Linked DNA regions of Dromaius novaehollandiae: region 1 is linked to region 2. Evidence: chromatin contacts called from public Hi-C data. All regions are on one chromosome and are shown on one strand. The core of a region is the stretch at or near the end of the contact, and the rest is flanking DNA. Distances in the headings are between cores, read along the strand shown.

Region 1 (7,014 bases), core at 4,147-6,646, 130 kb after region 2:
CGCTTCCTTTCATCGAGGCATTGGCAAAGAGTTGAGAATGTTCCATTACCTAAATTTCATTTTCAAAAAAACAGATTTTTTTTTTCCAGAAAGAATGTAAAGGATCATTATCTTCTTTCAAAAAAGTCTTTTATTTCAAAATAATAGCCAGTCTGGCAGGCAGACAGCATAATTGTTCCATCGTAGAACTATACTGATATTTTCTGTATGTGTACTTTCTCTCCACCTATTTCTCCTCCTTTGAATTTGTTTTTATATATCTTTGATGGACTATCATTATACAACAAACATTTCTATACAGGAAAATACACATCATATATAAAGCCCTCTCAAAATATATTATATGCAGCTAATTACTTATTTAAAGCAACTGCTGGGGGAGGTGAGAAGCAGAACTAACAAAACCTGATTTCTAGAGATTTGCATCGTGTGAGGCCCGTGCCTCTGCCACCACAATAACCTCACTGCTGTAGTAGCCCAGTTGCTCGGTGTATTTGCCCATCATGGTACGGGCACATTCCTGCACCCCTTCCTGTTTGGTTGGGTAAGATGCAGCACAAGCTGTGCCTGGTTTGAGCCACCCTTGTACTGAGGGGCTGGGTGGAAACTGCCTCTCCTGGCTGTAGAAGGAATAAGGATTTCTTCCTGCCTTATCCGCAGAGGAGGGCACTGACAAGGTGCCTCTACTTGGGCACCGCTTTTTTGCAGTGTTTATGAGAACTCACTGTCTCCAAGACTTAAAACTTCTACCTCTAGTCTGGCTGATGTTAGCCAAATTTTCAGCAGTTATTACACTGTGGAGAAGGTATATGATGGATAAAACCACAAAATTTTATAAGCCTGATTTCTGTAGGTGATGAGACAAAAACAAAACAAAACTATAGAAATTTTGTCATTCACAGGCCTGAATGCTGCTTTAGTTCCTTCCGGAGGCTGGATGCCAAGGCTGCTACTGAAAAATTCCAGCAGGATCTGGGTTTCCGAATGTTAAATTGTGGAAGGACAGATCTGATCAACCAAGCAATAGATGCACTGGGACCTGATGGGGTTAATACCATGGATGATCAGGTATGCCACATAACCGAAGAAAAACATTCTTTGCATGAACAAATTATGTGTTCCCTTCAGTGGAGCAGATCAATGCATGAGGTCTTAGGTGTTACATCTCTAAGGCCTTTCTAATTCTAGCTTGTGTTTTACTCTGAAAATGTATCCCTTAAAAAGAAAGAAAGAAAGAAAGAAAGAAACAAGAAGTTAAAGCCTAGAGTGAACTGTTTCTTTATCAGCTGGAATGTAGGTCTGTTCTTTGGATGGCATGTTTCAGACACTGAGGGAAGACAGGTTAATATGCTGAGTGTGAATGGAAAGTCTGATGTTGTCTTAATGCTAGGACAGTGTCAAAGCTAAGCTTCCAAGTGCTTTTTGGCAGCGATGCTCTTTTCTGGTTCATCAGCTGAAATCCAGTCCAGGTCGGTGATGAGTGACCAAAAGGTGTTACTGTCTGATGGCTTTCAGGCAGTCTGTATGAAGTGAATTATAAATGCTCAGTACAGTTTGAAGTATAAGACATAGACACAGAAAACCTCTATAGCATTGGTATCACTTGGTAGCTTTGCTGAAAGTCCGTCATGCTGAGGTAGCTGTATTTTCATTTTTAGAGTGTTCCCTGCTCAACTACATTGTAACATTGGGACTGGGTAGTTGTGGAGTCTTTAGCTGCTTCCAGTTGTGCTGTCAGTCCGTCAAGTAACAGCAGACTCTGTTCTCTGGGGCATCACTCACTGCATTGAATTAGCTTTTAATTAAAAAAAAAAAAAAAAAAAAAAACTCCCCCAATAAACACTCATTACAGCTGTCACAGCAATGAGAATGAGCTGTCATTTAGCTAACTCACCCTTTGTTTGGGGTGTTTTTTTCCAGATCTCTGAACTTGAAAAATCAAAATGAATCTTGAGCAAGCAGGGAATGCAAAAATGATAAAAGCCAAAAGAAAAGATAGGTCCGTACAAACCTTGTAGTTCTAAAACCCTGACCGTAGCGGTGAATGCAGGCTGGTGCCTGCAGACCCAAGTTTGGAATTTGCAATGAGGTTCACTTGTCTCTAACGAGGGTGCCTCCCCTAAGAAACGAGCACACCGTTGCCCAAGAAACAAACACCATTTTTTTCTCAATTTAAAAAGCTCCCCAGCTTTGCAAATGTCTAGAACTGCCTCAAATGCTGGAAGATGGGAATTTTTGCTGTTTTGAAGAGATGCCTTTGCAGATATATTGAAACTCCTCTCTGTGAAGTTTGCTTCTGTTATACAGTCCGGGTCTGTCTCTAAAGCTGAATTATTACCTAATGAGCAGTAAAGATGCTGCCTGTGGAAAATTTCAAACTCGCAAAATAATTTAGGCCAGGAAAAAGCCCTAAGAAGTGAGCAGGAATAGATTTTGCTAGGCCATTTCCTTTCTGGTCTTGGCCACTTCTGGAATGAGCTCTTTGTAAGTAAGGCTCATTTCTCTTGTAATTAATCTCTGAGCCTTCACGGTTTGCTGCTTAAGGGGATAGAGAGAGAATGAGAGCGAGGGAGAGAAAAGGAGAGATATTGATTTATGGGATAGAAATGCTGAAATATTGTAGCAAATAGCATTTTAGCAGTGGGGATTATATTAGCCAAATGAATTCATTGGCATACATTTGTGTTGTTTTCTGCTTTTTGGTCATCTGGCTACAAATGATCCAAGAAATGATTGCAGGGGAAGCCTCAGAATAGCTCCGAAGCAGTGACAGTACAGGGACTGGGCTTTGGAGTGATCCCTTTAAGAGTCTTGCAATCTTATCTCCTGGTTGTTTGGTCTGACACATGCCCCTTCCCCTTGTAGTCCATTGTGCCCGTTAGGCATAGAAACCAGCTGTTTTGTACATGTACATACGCTGTTCCTATGCATACACACACACACCCCTGCATGTAAAATTCAGATTCACTCTATCTGTGACAGATAGTTTTGGTGATGATTTGTATAGAAAGGTAACTGCCTCTTTTTTCCTTCCTGAAGGGCATGACCCCACTAATGTATGCCTGCGCTGCCGGAGATGAAGCCATGGTCCAAATGCTTATAGACGCTGGAGCAAATTTGGATATACTAGTGAGTAATGGAGGGCCCTCTCCTCTCAGTTATTCATCCTTGATCTGTAAAGTAACATGAGCAGTTATGAAATCTCTCCTACCAACTGAAGGCTTCATTTCTACACGCTTCTGTACCAGCCTCAGAGTAAGGCACTTCTTTTAGAAATCATTGCTTCAGGGATTTGTGAGATTTAAGAAAAAAAAAATACAAAACCAACCACTTTGAAAGCCTCTTGGAACACTCAGTGGCTCCAGTTACGATTGGCATTGGCGAGCCTAATAGGGCTGGAGGGGGTAAGAGGGCTTCCTTCCTGAAAGAGCTGCCGCTGCAAGAAACCAGTAGGCCCATTAAAAAGGCCCAGGGGACTGGCCAGAGTGACTAGTGCTGGCAGCGTTCTTTAAATGGTGTTAGTTACCATTCCCAGGGGTTGTCACTTACGAAGTGAAAAGCCAGATATGTAAAAGTCTAAAGGTAATAGGGGACAGATACTGCAATAGTTAATAACTAACTGCTTCCATTTCCCCAGGTTCCCAGCACCTCTCCACGGTATCCTTCAGTCCATCCTGACAGCCGGCACTGGACTGCTCTTACCCTTGCTGTATTACACGGGCATATATCTGTTGTTCAGGTAAGCAGAGGAAATGCACCAGTCAGGAGTCTTTAAAGCAACCACCGAAGGACTGAAGTGCAGCAGTGAGCTGCGTGTTGGGCAGGCACCCTCACTATCAGGCTGCTTAAGCACCGGTCAATCATGGGCTCCATGTGTACTTTTGTGGAAGCCTTCTAAAAATCAATGAAGAATCATTTGTTCTGAAAAGATGGAGAATGTAACTGATGCTTTTCCTCAAAGAATTGCAAATTGATTACCTAATATCTAGCAAGGCTTTGATAACAGAAGCTAGTATGTCGCCTTATTCTTTGTTTTCAGTGTTAGTTCAAGGGTTACCAGTTCCAGAACAAAGTAGCTCAGTCATTTCTGTGGTATTCGATGAACTGGTGCTTCATGGGGAGCAGCTACAAGTAGACTGCTTGATGAGGATGCGTTTTGTCAATGTTAGATATTAATTGGTTTATACTTTTATGTGTGCAAAAATTAGGTGCATGTCCATTTCTGCTCTGATGGCAGCACATGATTTGTAACTATCTCTATAATCCCTGAGAACTGCACACATGAGACTTAACAGACTGTCATGGCAGGAAAGCCTCTTGCACCCTCCCTGCGCTCCTTTCTAGGGAATTAATGCAGGAGGCAGCAGAGTAGGGTGGAATCCTGGAAATCCTCCCCTGGCTCCAGGAGGAATTCAAAACTAATCACTGCAGCTTTTCAATTGCTGGTGAATTTAATTTACCTTCTGCTCAAAAGGAAAAAAAGATGCAAGCAAATGGAGGTTGCATGCACTCATTTTTTGTTTGTGTACATTTGTAAATAATTACAAAGATTAGATTCTGGCCAATTGCCAGTGCAGTCTTTGGTGTTATAAAAGTTGGACAGCCTTAATTAACATGCGAGGTAAGAGTGTGATTCTCTCAGGAGATGTAGCCAAGTATATCAAAGCTTCTGGTGGGCCGCGTTACCCACAGTGTTTGTTTCTTTTATTTTGTTTGAAACTTCTGAAGCTTACATAAAAGTTTTTCATTCAGCGATCATTATTAAAGGGTAGATGTCTGCTTTTTCTGAAATTCGTGTATGAAATCACCTGTCCAGTTAAGGTCTACCACATGATAATTGCATGGCAAAGTCGGTATCTTGAGAGAGGAACAAACTAGCCAATGAACCGGTCGTCAATGCTCTACAGACAATTCACATTTTCATTACAAAACTATGTATGCTGTCTGTGCTAAGGCCAGTGTTGTAAGTAATTGGGGATGGCTGAGGCTGTTCAGTTGTGACAACGTTATGCAGTGCAGCCAGCTGGACTCCTGCCCTCGGTGGCAAGTCGCAGCGCAGGGCTCTGACAGACGCGTGGGCCGCCCTCGCTGCCAGCAGGAGGGGGGCAGCCCCTCGGGTCCGCGGCTGCGAGCGGTGCGCTGGGTGCCTGGACGCTGGCTGGCACTAAGCCAGCACTAGCTGGCCGTGAGAGGTCCCAGCGTCTTGTAACCTTCTCCCCTCACCTGGGAGAGGGTTGTTTCCCCTGTGAAACAAATGACATAGCTCAGTGCGTTCAGCGAAGCAGGCTCTGTGTGTGGCAAGTCCCTGAAGCTGCCGTGGCCTCCTTATCCAGGCTCGGCGGGGCCCAAGAGGTATGTTTGGCCTGCAGGGCTAATTCCCTGAAGGTGCCCCGTTTCCTGCGCACAGCATGAAACTAAATGAGATGGCCTTCCGGTGCTCGGGAGAGGCTCTGCCTGCAGAGCCCTTTGCAGTGGGGGAATTACATTAGCAAAACCGTGCTCATATGGGAGATTTTAAAATAAATAAATAAAATTAAAAAAAAAAAAAGAGATTGTTTCTGAGACTCCAGAATAAATTCACAGTAACAGTACAGTAAAGCAAAAGAAAATAAGAAATCTCTAAATCGACATTCATGCGGAGGCTTTAGGCATAGACTGAGGGAGGAATTACATTAGCAAAACCGTGCTCATATGGGAGATTTTAAAATAAATAAATAAAATTAAAAAAAAAGAGAGATTGTTTCTGAGACTCCGGAATAAATTCACAGTAACAGTACAGTAAAGCAAAAGAAAATAAGAAATCTCTAAATCGACATTCATGCGGAGGCTTTAGGCATAGACTGAGGGAGGAAATGTGAGAGAAATTTGCCTTGCAGTGGATATTTTGCTTTAGCCTTTGAGATGCCCCTTTGTGTGCATGCACTCTTCACCATAAATCAAATGGTTTTCCTTTATAAACACAGTCTCTTCTGTTATTTCTTTCTGAATTGCTCTTTTCTCAACTCCTGGTCTTTAATGCATCTTTTGCAGCTGCTCTTGGATGCTGGTGCCCATGTTGAGGGCTCTGCTGTTAACAGTGGAGAAGACAATTATGCTGAGACCCCACTTCAACTGGCTTCAGCAGCAGGTAAGTTAACTGTGGCTGTGGCACACACTGTCTCTTGTTACCACACAACAACCACAGCTGATTCACGCCCAGGTCAGGTAGCTAAAATGCATTAGGATTCATTTTGCACTGCACTCTAAGACCTTGTGGGATATAACAAAGATTTCAAATGGGAGCACTGTGAGCTGGATACTAATCACTCAGCTTTTTTTCATTTCTAAAACACTAGTAGGAACCCAGTGTGGGTTGGCAGTGACTAACAGCTTATCATCACATGGCAAAAGCTGATGGGCCACTAAACAAGTATCCACTTTTGCCACTAGTACCAACTCTCATCTCCTCCCAGCAGCCTCCACAGTAAAGCTGAGGACTAAAACACCTCCTGCTTTGCACAGGGCACTGTAAAGAAACTTAAAAGAACTACTGTCTAGTCTGGGCATGTCTTGGATCTAAATAACTTCCAGATGCAAAAATTAGCAACTTTAAATTCAGCCTGGGGAAAAAAATAACTGCTACATAAAGAAATTTGTTTTATTATTTATTAAATAAAAGTAAAATTCTGCACTACTTCTACCTAGGTGTCCTGAGAAGAGTTTAGCATTTTGCAAACAAGTCTGCACTAGCCTAAACTTACCCATTTTCTGACACTTTTCCTCTAACTGCTTTTACTTTTTTTTTTCTCTTTTCCTTCTGCTTCATTTTTGTGCCTTTGTGAAGACAAGTCTGTGGCCTGCTCTGCTCCAGGCTTTATTGGAGGGATACAAAATGGCCTCCTCCCTTCCCAGTGACAGATGCACATTGTGCTAGGTCTCTTGCCACCACTCCCCACCACATCTCATGAAAACAGTGGAAAGGAAGCCTGGCCGAATGCAGACCGCACTGCTACCTTGCCTGCAAGGTGGTTTCAT
Region 2 (6,679 bases), core at 2,054-4,553:
GCAGACACTGCTATTAAGTTAGATGATTTTTGTATTGTTAAAGTACTTAGACTAGGAATAATAACCTGTGCAGGAGTATTGTAGAAGTGGGATAAGGGAAAGAGTAGAAGTGACTTGTGTAAATAAGTCAAGTACTTGCATAGCTGCGTTTTTCCTGAATAATGTTGAGTTAGCACTGGCCAGCTATGTAGCTCTTCTCAGTGGCAATTTATGCTAATATTTATGATAGAAATAAGACTTAAGAGGTAGACAGGGCAGGCTGGATTCTAGAGAAAGCATCTGCAAAGGGGCAGCACAGAACAAAGAACAAAGCCTTTTTAGTGAGAAAGAGATGACAGCTTGGTCTTGCTGACTGCTTCTCATTCATACAGCATTCAATGCGAAGACAAGAATAGAGAAAGAGGCCTCTGTGTATGATTCCAAAGGTATGGATAGGGAATTTAAAAAGTACCCTGTTTTGAGGAGGCAGTGGAGAAATGCAGAGGGATGTAATACAGCTGTATGATGTGGAAAATCCATATGACAAGTTTAGCAGCAGTGATCTGAATAGGCATAAACAGCATATGGGAATCTAGCAGAAGTTGGGGGTAAAAAATTCTGCAGTAGTTCATGGTACATAAGATATGGGATTAAGTACAGAGCTAAGAGTGGAAAGATCATCTTCTAGAAAAAGTGTATTGCTTGAATGCACTGATTGTGTGAGACTTGCAACTGTGTTCTTTGACTCAATTATGACTTGTCTTGCATTCAGGTACCTATTACCATGTTGTCTTTACTGGGCTTGAACTTGTTTAAAAAATAGTGTTCAAGACTGAAAAATACAACAAAACAGCAGAAACGGCATTGATCTGTAAAATAACACCGGAGGATTAGAACCATTTAGTAAATACTTGTTCTCTACTGTCAGTTCAGATACAAATAATGGGCTGAAGCGTTAAGATTCTTAAATGAATTGAAGTCTCATCAAGGAGAGAATGCCTGGTTCTGTTGGACAATTCGTGTTTCATGTTCATGCTTTCACGGGAAGAAGCTATGAAAAAGCAAAGAGCTGTATTATAGTTGGGTTAGATCTAGGAAAGATAAAAGATGTAATGTGGAAAAAGCAATTTGGAGAGTTAACTAGTGGGAGGCTGAACAAAGTAGTTAGCAGGGTGCGCTACTAGTATAAATGGGAGCTGCTCATGCCTGTGAGCACAAGGAGAAAAACTGAGTGCAAAAAGGGCAAACTACAGAAGCTATGATTTTTTCAAATGCTCTCAAATATTGCATTCATACAGCTGCTCTGTTTTTCATTGATACTAAGCACCATGTATAGTACAGTAAAAAGAAATACGAAACAAGATCCCATCAGAGTAAGACATTATACTTTTGAACTAGAAAATTTCTGCAGTTTTTTTATTTAAAAATTGAAGATCAATGAATTGCCTATAGCATGCATATAGATGGTCAACAGCGATATCTGTTCAAAATATTTGTTAGGTAATGCCTTTCTAGAAATGGTGTATGCTTTAGGTCAAATTGCTTTAAGTGTATGTAAACACACTTTTGCTTCTTCCATTGCAAATTCCCATTAATAGGAAAATACCACAAACACTGTGAGAATAGATTGCTGCTCCATGAATGTGACTGTAAAATGCTTATCTTGGAGTTCTAAATTTTAAATACACTTTCCAGGCACCTTTTAACCATCAGATGCTTTGACTTCTTTGGGAAGCTCATTGTTGCCACATAAGTGGTCTAAACTTGTAAGTGAAAGCTTTTGGTCTGATGCTACCAAAGACAACAGGAAAAGATACTAGTGTGCTTGGTATCTTTGACTGGAGTATATTTAGTTGGAGAATGAAGAAAGTGCATTTACTGTGCATGAGCACAAGACAGAACAGGCTGTCATAACCAAAGGGTGGTAAAGGATGCCGCCTATGGACGGCAGAGAGAACTGCCGCTTTCGTGCGAGTCATCGCAGTAGTGGTTTGAGTGAACGAGTGCCCAAGCTGATGACTGAAGTTTCCTTCGGGGGCTTTAAATATTAAACCTAATTTTAGAGAAAGAGAATGAGCACAGAAATCATAGGTATCTTACAAAGCAGGAGTAAAAGACTGTGTTTGTAAATAAGAGTACTGGAAACATTTCTGTGTTGTTGAACAAAAATAAACCTGAAATCAATGCTTTAACTATGCTAAATGATGAATATTTGCAGTCACTGCAGCTTGCTAAACAGAGACTTGTGAAAAGAGACCGAGCATTAACAAAATGGATTCTGACTACCTTCGCTCTCTGTGGCAGTCCTTGGTCCTCTGCTGCTAATGTCCTTTAGGGCTCTGCAGTCTGCAAAACGATACCTGTTTGTCTTGAGGCTTTTATGGTTTGATGGTCATAAATAGCAGGGGTCTTGTTAGTGCTCTTTGGCGTGCTTACGTCTTGCCAAAAGATGTTTAAAAACAAACAAACAAACAAAAGGACCCGTGTTATCTAACGCGACTTGCGAGAACTCGATGACCCAAGGGGGCCGCGGGGCTTCTGCCGCCGCCCGTTCGCCTCCCGCGGGGCCGCTCCCGGGGCTGCCCGCACCGCTCCGCTCCGCTCCGCGCAGCCTGCGCGCCGGCAGGCGGAGCCCTCGGCCCGCGCAGCCCGCCCCCAGCCGCCGCTGCGGGAAGGACCATTGCCCGGGGCGGAGGGCGGCGGGGAAGAGCCGAGCCAGACACCTCCGCTTCACATCCAGCTCACGGTTCAAGGTCAGGGCTGTGTAAACCGCCTCACAAAGGCGCCTTTCAGGACTCGGCACGCCGGCTGCGTGGCCGCCTGCACAATCCCCCATTCATGCAGTGACCCGCGGCCGGCCGCTCGCTCCCTCCCTGCCTCCCTCCCTCCGCGGCCTGCGGGACTCGCCGGTGCGGAGCGCCCGGGAGAGCCGGCATTCCCGCTCCGCCGCCGAGCAGGGGAGCTAAAAGGAAAGCGGGGGAAAACTCCAGCCCGCTGCCGAAGGGCTGCCGAAAGCGGAGAGGGCGTGGACGGAAGGAGAAGGCACAAAGGCATCTTTATTTCCCACCGTTGGTGCTGGTGTCCCACGCCCGGCCGGGGCTGCAGTCTGCAAGAAAAGCGCCCGCTTTCGCGCAGCTTTGCACCCCGGTAGAGGCGCCGGTGTTCCCGGCCTGTCCTCGCGTCCCCTCTCGCCGCGCCGCGCCGCCCGCTGCCTCGGCGCCTCCCTCGCCTCTCCCTTCCCCGCGCCGCATTTGCATGTTCCCCGCCCAGCTCGGGTTTCACTGGCGGAGACGGTCCCCGTCGGAGCCGCCGATTGGTGCCGCTTCCCGCAGCTCATTTGCATGCCGCCGTGCCGGGGTGCCCGGCAGACCTGCGGCGGAGAAGTTGAGTCAAAGCTGCCGCAAGTGTCCCGCGGAGCCGCCCCGCCCGCCGCCGCCGCCCCGCGCCCGCCGAGGCCCGGCGACCGCCGCGGCAGCGAGCGCCGGCGGCGCCCCCGGGGCTGTCTGACACCGGCCGCCAGCCCGGCGGTCTCTGCCGAGGCAGAAGATGGCTGAGCGCCGCCTTCCCGCGGGATGGAGGTAGCCGGTGTGCGGGCGGAGCCGGGCTGCGCTGCGCTTCCCCTCGGCGCGCTGTAAATCCTGCCGCGCCGCTTGCGGGGCTGGCGCCTCGGGCTCGGCCGGCGCAGCCGCCCCTTTTGTGCCTTTTGCGGTTGGCTTCCCCGTCTTTCCTATGGCTGGGATATACAGCTCTACTCTGAAGACCCTGGAGGATTTAACTTTGGACTCTGGTTATGGGGCAGGGGATTCCTGCAGGTCCCTTAGTCTCTCTTCTTCCAAGTCCAACTCCCAAGCTTTTACCTCTTCTCAGCACAGAGGCAACTGGTGGTACTACTCGGGCTCCATGAACAGTAGGAATAACAGCTGGGATACAGTGAACACTGTTCTGCCGGAAGACCCAGAAGTTGCAGATATATTTTCCAAGTGTCCTAAGCTGCCGGATCTAGAGGAATACCCTTGGACTGATGAAGACATTGGAAAAATACTCAGAAAAGGGAAGGGAGATGGAAATACCAGAACCTTTACTCAGGAAGCTGTCAGGCGGCTCTCTCAGTTACTGAGGCGTGCCTTGATCCGGATCTCCAGGGAAGCTCAGCGTCTCAGCGTGATGCACTCCAAGTGTACCAGGTTTGAGGTTCAGAGTGCTATCAAGCTCATCCAGAGCTGGTCGTTGTCAGAAAGCTGTGTCTTGGCGACTGTCAAGGCGCTTTCTCTGTACAGCATGAGTGCTGGAGATGGGCTGAGGAAGGGTAAATCAGCTAGATGTGGCCTCACCTTTTCAGTGGGCAGGTTTTTCAGGTGGATGGTGGACACTAGGATCTCAGTTAGGATCCATGAATATGCAGCCATCTCTTTAACTTCTTGCATGGAAAACCTTGTAGAAGAGATTAAAGCCAGGGTTTTGACAAGTCAGAGCCCTGATGTTGGAGGAGGGGAGATCTCAGCTGAAATCCTGGAGATGGTTATCAACAATGATGCTGAACTTTGGGGAGTGTTGCAACCTTACGAACATCTCATTTGTGGGAAAAATGCTAATGGTAAGATCCAACTTTCATGATCGCTAGTCTTTGTACCAACGGGCTTTACCCGTAAAATAAGTAATTTCTATGGATCTGGGGGGAAGGGGGTTGTTTGTTTGGTTTTTTTTTTTTTCCATCTGAATTGCATCTTGGTAGTGGTTTGTGTGTGCGACATAGTTTTACCAGGCAGGATTGACACCGCTTTATTCTTAACACGTACCAGTTTATAGAAGGTGCAGAGGTGGTGGGAAACCAAGCCCTGTTGTTTTAACAAATGTCTCTTCAAAATTTCAACCAGCTGCTGTTTTGAGCATTTTTGCTATAATTGGCATGTATGCACGCTTTTCTGTACCCATGATATGAAACATGCATTAACAAGCCATTCTTCGGAAAATATCGCTATTCTTTTTAAACAAAACCTACTTCACTCTACCACCAATGTATAGTAGAATATAGTGAGAATTTTGCAGAGTTTCGTCTTAAAGATGCTATTCCCACATACAGCCTGGAGAGGGAAAACAACTTGATTTTTTTTTTTTTTCATTGCAGTAATAAAGTTCAGTTCCTGAGCAAAACGTCCTTCTAGCTTAGTACAAGGCTGTGCTGTACTATGCTCATGTAGTAAACATGAATTCATGTCTGGCTTGCCAAATGAAGTATGTGGGATGGTACCTCAATAACTTGACATTAAAATACTTAATCCTGGCACTTGATTCGAAAGCAGACTTTTTAAGCAGTTAAGTAAATAAGCAGATAAAGGAATGTTGGCATCTTTTTAGGAGATTGTGGAGCAATTTAAAAGACTTGTATCTTGACAGTTCTGTTAGGAAGCTGCACTGTTTATTTTTTGTTGTGTCACACTGAGGAGTACCACAATTTTCCGTGGAAAATTTAGAGAAGCGTTTAATTCAGAAAGCCGTTCTGTGTACCCCGTGCAGTTTCATGACTCTTACTGGCTTCATTGTTGTCAGATACTCCACAAAGAAAACCTTTTTGATTTAACTGTTTATAAAAGCAAGTGGCTTGGTCTCTTCAAAATGTAATCTCATAAAGAGGGACAAGCGAAGGAGCAGATTTTCTTTGAGGGGAAAAATGATACCTTAAGTGAATGTTACTAATGAAACACTTTGTCAGAAAAAGGCCGACTTATGCTGATCAGCTACATTACCTTCCTATTACCCCACCCCCAAGCAATAATGTAGCAATTCAGATTACCAGTGGATGGGTGCAGTAACTGCTCAACCTCACAATTTCTCTTTATCCGGTCAGCCTGGTGCATCCTAACTACTTAAGAGGATGGCTTCTATCACTGAGCGCTCAAACCCTCTCTTGTACACTTTATCTGCACCCTGTCTACTGACAATGTTACTAAATGTGTGTGAATTAAATGCAAAAAGCCCTTTGGGGTGTGCTTTTGGTGCTGGTATAAAACATAACTGTAAGTTTAAAAGTTGAACATAGACATTTGCTTTTTAAACTACAGGGTCTTTCATGCAAGATTGTAAAGGTATTGGGATGTCTTGCCTTGCCAAAACAGTTGTCGTAATCCTTCATATACCCAGGGAATATTTGTAGCTGAGTCCAAAAAGAGGACTCAGTTCCATCTTCTGTTCCTTATCTGTGGAAGCTGGAGTAAAATATCATGGTTCTGCAAAGGAAAAGATGCAGTTCAGGTGTTCATGATCTCCACTTAGTTTCTGCCACGCAGTTTGTGTGTAAAATGGAAAGGAAGAGTTAATCAGTCATGGTGCTGACCTTTTTTTTCTTTTTCTTCCCCCCCCCCCCCCCCCCCCCCCCCGATGAGAAATCTCTGTCTTGGAAAAAATGCAGTGAATGAATGGAAGTTGGTGTTCAATGGAAGCATGAGTGACTGTGCAGGGAAGTGCTTATAAATATTCAGAACACCAAATGGTCAGTTATGATAACGCTTTTATAGTAGAATATGAGGCAGTGATTGGCCACAGAAGGGTTGGCTTCTGTTACCTCTTTTGTTGTTCTTGTCTTTCTGATCAGCTCTGTCAATAATTGAATGCATGTTTTTAAAGTCTGAAAACTGTATAAAGTGCACCTAAAGGCATACTGTGATTTACTGTGACAGTCTGTCACTAATATTTTATCTAATGC

The links. A called contact is a pair of places that touch in the nucleus more often than the background predicts.
Region 1: a contact with region 2 is called in a Hi-C map of liver, with 7 times the contacts expected there. The contact joins the enhancer-like site here to the promoter of ABTB2 in region 2. A contact is called at or near these places in 2 of 4 Hi-C or Micro-C datasets (brain and liver).

The regions. Positions count from the first base shown.
Region 1 is chr5:51,451,180-51,458,193 of bDroNov1.hap1, forward strand. ABTB2 (ankyrin repeat and BTB domain containing 2) reads left to right here. Exons shown (of 17, transcript XM_026099973.2): 5 at 903-1,068; 6 at 3,040-3,129; 7 at 3,638-3,739; 8 at 6,031-6,127. Among named protein-coding and RNA genes, the nearest start is that of NAT10, 49 kb to the right of the region's middle. Within about 2 kb of position 5,397, at least 1 of the 2 cell types and tissues checked has open chromatin away from gene starts, as enhancers often do.
Region 2 is chr5:51,325,072-51,331,750 of bDroNov1.hap1, forward strand. It overlaps ABTB2 (ankyrin repeat and BTB domain containing 2), which reads left to right and starts at 3,304. Exons shown (of 17, transcript XM_026099973.2): 1 at 3,304-4,573. The coding sequence starts at 3,709.